Linked DNA regions of Muntiacus reevesi: region 2 is linked to region 1. The links are chromatin contacts, called in public Hi-C maps. All regions are on one chromosome and are shown on one strand. Each heading gives the region's core, a stretch centred on a gene start, on an enhancer-like site or on the middle of the called end of the contact. The rest is flanking DNA. Distances are from core to core; before and after follow the strand shown. Region 1 holds the start of TIPARP (TCDD inducible poly(ADP-ribose) polymerase). Region 2 holds the start of SSR3 (signal sequence receptor subunit 3).

Evidence for each region. A called contact is a pair of places that touch in the nucleus more often than the background predicts.
Region 2: a contact with region 1 is called in a Hi-C map of muscle, with 4 times the contacts expected there. The contact joins the promoter of SSR3 here to the promoter of TIPARP in region 1. A contact is called at or near these places in 2 of 3 Hi-C or Micro-C datasets (blood and muscle).

The regions. Positions count from the first base shown.
Region 1 is chr8:86,452,442-86,455,141 of mMunRee1.1, reverse strand. It overlaps TIPARP (TCDD inducible poly(ADP-ribose) polymerase), which reads left to right and starts at 1,323. Exons shown (of 6, transcript XM_065942655.1): 1 at 1,323-1,563.
Region 2 is chr8:86,583,271-86,585,970 of mMunRee1.1, reverse strand. SSR3 (signal sequence receptor subunit 3) reads right to left here and starts at 1,417. Exons shown (of 5, transcript XM_065942989.1): 1 at 1,193-1,417; 2 at 1-28. The coding sequence starts at 1,325.

The DNA.
Region 1 (2,700 bases), core at 74-2,573:
CCTTCCTTACTCAGGGGTTAGAACGCGTGTCTCCTGTAGTGGCAGGCAGATTCTTTGCCACTGAGCCACCTAGGAAACCCAGGGTGCTAGGGGAGATACTACCCTTAATCTTTCTTTGCTGGTGTCACTCAGTTTGGTTTAGAACAGTTTAAGTAAGGCTTGGAACCATAATATTTATTATTATCCCTTCTTATATTTTAATAAGCTTGATAAGGTTATATTAACACTGACTTTTTCAGTCCATAATGGCTCCAAGCTAAGGAATTAAGTCGCTTTAGATTTCAGGTCGCAGGAGAGCAACTCTTTGGGAGCTGTGTTCGTTTTCTACCAGCTAATGGGGATACAGTCATGATTAATTTTCCTTGATTTTAACCAGGGTCTACTTTCTCCATATATAGTGATTATATGAATAGTACTTCTTCCTCCACCGCTGAAGAAATATTCAATAGATTGATTCACCATCCAGGATGTTTTACAATCCAGAAAATTTTGCAAATTCGGGACACACGCCAAATATTTTAGAGGCGAGTACATGGTGCTACGAAAGCTCCATGAGGACAGGGAAGGTGTCTGGGCTGATCAGGACTGTAGTCTCCACTTCGCCCTCAGCATGCAATCCGCACTCGAAAAATATTTGTTGAATGAAAAAACAAGTCATCACGGTGTTTGTAGCCTTTAAAAGACACATAAACGTGCTTATACCTCAACACCCCAAAACAAAGTTTCTTTCCTGCAATGCTGCAAATGTTTCCCGTGAAACCGGTATGCCTGCAACCAGGTCGGGCAAGCGCTCGCCCCGGTGCGGTGCGGGCCCGCCCGTCCGGAACGGGGCGGGCGACCTCGTCTGGCCGCAGCAGCCATAGCAGCCGGTAACCTCCTCTCGGGGTCGGCGGCTTCAGCGGCAGGAGGCCTCTGGTGAGGAGGCAAATAAACAAAGCCAACCGCACAAAAACGGGTTGTTCTGTTTCACATCCTCCCTCGTGTTTCCTCCGAACAAAGTGACCCTCCATCTGTCCGCAGGCAGGTGGAGCTCGCCCCACCCACGCGGCGCGCGCCTCGCCTCCTCACAGCTGCTCGACCCTAGACGCGTGTAGACGCGGACCCTCCAGGCCACAGCAGGCGGCGAGAGGACACGCCTCCTCCAGGGAGCACGCGGCGCCGCACGCACACCTCGCGCGCGCCTCCTCGCGAGCGCGCGCGCACGCGCACGCGGGGCGGGCCGCCTTCCCGGCACCCACTGAGCTCCCGGTCCCCTCCCCCCACCCCACCCCCTGCCGCTCAGGCTCCGCCTCCGCGACAGGGCTGCTGAGAGGAGGCGACCGGAAGCCACTTTAAAGCAGAGCTCGAGGTGACAGGCGAGCGAGCTGGTTCGGGAGTGCAGTCGCGGCTCTCTGCGCTCCCCGCGGCAGAATGGCCCGAGTGCCACTCGCCGCTTCGCGAGCCTATGACTCCTAGACGCCGGAGCCCACCCTCCGCGCCCAGCCGGCGGCGCGAACACTGCCTGCGACCCGGCGTCGTCCGGCTCAGCGCCTGTGGTCCGTTCTCTCAGACAGCCCGTTTCAGGTAAAGGACTCGGTTCTGAGGGGCCGGTGAGGAACCCTCGCTGGGATGGTGGTCGCGGAAAGGGGTGCCGGCCTTGCTGCCTGCTTTCACCGATCTGGGGTGATTGGTGTTTAGACTACCTTTTTGTACCGAATTCACTTGGATCCAGTCAGTATTAGGATGGCATTGATTTACACTTCTAGTCACTTCGGGTCTCTGGCAGGTGTATAAATGGGAGTAAGACAGTGGGTTTAGTCGAGGCCGCCGGCGGCTCCGCGTTTCCACTAAGGAAGGGAGGCTCGGGGGCGCGTCTATGCGGTCGCCCCTGCCGGGCAGACCCCTGGCGTTCTGAGGCGCGCAGCGCGGGGGAGAGCGCGGCGGCTGAGGGAGCCTTCCGGCAGACCCCGCGTTACGGCTGCAGCCCAGAAGTTTGCAAGCTGTTTTCAGATTAACTTTAAAGTCCTCGCCTTCCTCCCCGCCAGCCCGAGAAACGCCCTCTGCGTTTCCTCGGCTCTGCTCAGGTCGGTCCTCCGAGCCTCGCAGGGCAATCTTTTCGGGAAGGTCGGTCGAGGAAAGAAATTAAGGCGCCGCGAGTGGCTTCTGGAAGGGGGAGGGCAGCCGGGGCGGGGGGTCGCTGGGTGGGTGGGAGGAGGCTGGCCCGGGGGTATAGGAGCAGGAGGGGGTGGGATCCTCGTGAGCACCCGGGATCTGGCCGCGAATCGGCTGCGCCGAGCACAGTTCGTGCGATCCCGAGCGCCGAGCTGCGCAAACCGCCGCGGCCGGCAGGAGGCGTCCCTCGGACCCCCGGCCGGGATCCCAGCGTCGTTCTACGCCCAGACGGAGTCCTGAGTTGGGATCCGGGCGGTTTCCCCGACGGTGGTGGGGTGCAGAGTGCCTGAGAACCGGGGCATCACCCGGGGGCATCGTGAGGTGAATGGTGAAGCTGTAGGTCGCTGGCAGAGGGACTGGAGGAAGTGTCCTTCCAATCTTTATTTTTTTTTCTGTTATGCAAACTAATTGAGGAACTGGGTTCTAGTGACTTCCTCACTCCAACCACTCCTCCAGTTCTCTGCCTGTTTCTCGGTTTTATTTCTGAGTTGGACAGAGGGCAAAAATAGGAAAAGTTGTGGCGTGTGTGTGCCCTCGTATAAATGAACT
Region 2 (2,700 bases), core at 168-2,667, 130 kb before region 1:
TCCATATGCCATATTCGCCAATATAGCCCTGAATTAAGATAAAAGGGGGTGGGGGAATACAAAAAGAAACAAAACATTACCACCCAGTTACAGAAACCTGCTGAGTTATTAATAATTAAAGCTAAACCTGGTAAAATACAGCCCAGATTAGGGAATCCAATACAGTGTAAGAAGAACTTCATAAGTGTGATATCCAGTAAAAAGCCTCAAGTGTTTCTAGTTCAGAATACTCGAAAAACATAACCTTACTATAACTAGTCCATGATGAGATTTCTGCTGCTTCTAGAATGAGAACTTTGGCTCAACAAAATCACGATTCAGACTTCAAATTTCATTCTTCAGGATACTATCACAGGAACTCCAAGTCCACGTGCAGTCCCAAACCAGAGTTCACACGCTGACGTGGCTGTTATCTGAAATCGAGGCAACGCTCAGTGCGGTCAGCGAACCATGTTAATTGCACGCTGGGTTTTATAAAGTCGGGAGGGAAAAGACATCTGGATTTGCCCAACAACAGTGCAACAATGTAGTAGAGAGGAAATTGACATTTGGGATTCCTAAAATCTAAAAACAACCTTGGCCAAGGCTGTAAAGTTTTTCCATTCACGTAAGAATTCTAGGATTGCCCTAACAGAATTATTAAAAAGTTTAACCACAGTGGAGCTTGGGACTCTGGCACTGGTCCAGCTTCTTTCGGAAAATAACGTTCTGTGTGAACCAGTTCTAAAGCTACACTTATAATTCAGTGCGAATGTTAATGTCTCTAACCTTAATTCATGAGTTTCTCCAAAGTAGGTAAAAAGTTTAAGATCTCGTAACAGCAAACGATAGTTACACAGGGCGAGGGGGTAGGGGGAGAGCAGGCGATATGCCCGTTAGCATCACAAGATCCTAACCCGGGGGTTAGCTGAAATACAGATTTGAGGCCGCCATCGCAGAACCCGTAATCACAATCCGCAGACCCGAGGCCCGGGAATGGGCTAGCCTACTTTCACAACGTGCTACAGTACCTTTCCTGGGATGCCACCCACCACGATCCCGGACAGATCCCGGAGGCCCACAGAGGCTGCGTGCAGCCCCCAGTCCAGGGGCAGCCGGGGACAGCGCGGGCCCGGCGCACGCCTCGCCCCCCGCACGGCGCTGCCACGTCCCCGCCCAGCCCAGCCCAGCCCGTCTCGCTTCAAGCGCTCACAGATGGGGATGGCGGACACGATGAAGGCGTTCCCGAAGAAAAGCGCCGAGGACTTGGCCGAGAGGTTGCGGCTGAAATCCTGCAGGAGCAGGTCCTCCTCGGACTGCTGCTTGGGGCCGCCTTTGGGAGCCATGGTGCAATCGGAGCCGCGGGACGGGCGCGGAACCGGGCGCAGAGCGGGGAGGAAGCCACTGTCACCGCCCCGGCAGCCGCCGTATCCGCTAACGACCAGTCAGCGCAGCGCCGGAGGCGGGACCGGGCTTGGAACAAACATCCGCAGGATTGGCCAGCCTGGCGCCACTTTGGAGGTTTCTCCGGCCTGATTAGGCAGGCGGGCCAGACTTCCGGATTCCTAGCCGGCCACGTGACTCGTCACTGTCTAAGAGGAAGCCGGGACTTGTAGTTTAGTGGGCGCTAGTAACAAAACTTTATTAACATTCTATTTCAAAGACGTTGATAGACTCCTGCTATCCAAGCCCTGAAAATTCGAAAACATGAACCTCTTCGTCTTGTGGTCATTCATTCATGGAGTGTATGGTTTACCTGGCTCTGTGGGTACCCAGAAGCAGGAGATATTAAGAGATGGCAAGAATGCACAGAACTATACAGAAGAGCTCTTAATGACCCAAATAACCACAAAGGTGTGATCACTCACCTAGAGCCAGACATGCTCGGGTGCGAAGTCAAGTGGGCCTTGGGAAGCATCACTACCAACAAAGCTAGTGGAGGTGATGGAATTCCAACTGAGCTATTTCAAAGTCTAAAAGATGATGCTGTTAAATAAAGTGCCGCACTGGAAATGCCAAGAAATTTGGAAAACTCAGCTGTGGCCGCAGAATTGGAAAAGGGCAGTTTTCACTCCAATCCCAAAGGAAGACATTGCCAAAGAATGTTCAAACTACTGCACAATTGTGCTTATTTCTCATGCTAGCAAGGTAATGCTCAAAATCCTTCAAGCTAGGCTTAAACAGTACCTGAATGGAGAACTTCCAGGTGCTCAAGCAGGATTTAGAAAAGGCAGAGGAACCAGAAATCAAACTGCCAACATCCATTGGCTCATAGAAAAAGCAAGAAAATTTCAGAAAAATATCAACTACTTCTTCGTTGACTCTGCTAAAGCCTTTGATTGTGTTCAGTTCAGTTCTGTCACTCATCATGTCCAACTCTTTGTGACCCCATGGACTGCAGTATGCCAGACTTCCCTGTCCATCACCAACTCCTGGAGCTTACTCAAACTCATGTCCATTGAGTCGGTGATGCCATCCAACCATCTCATCCTCTGCCGTCCCCTTCTCCTCCCACCTTCAATCTTTCCCAGCATCAGGGTCTTTTCCAATGAGTCTTCTCTTCCATTCAGGTGACCAAAGTATTGGAGTTTCAGCTTCAGCATCAGTCCTTTCAGTGAATATTCAGGACTGATTTCCTTCAGGATGGAATGGTTGGATCTCCTTGCTGTCCATGGGATGCTCAAGAGTCTTCACCACCACAGTTCAAAAGCATCAATTCTT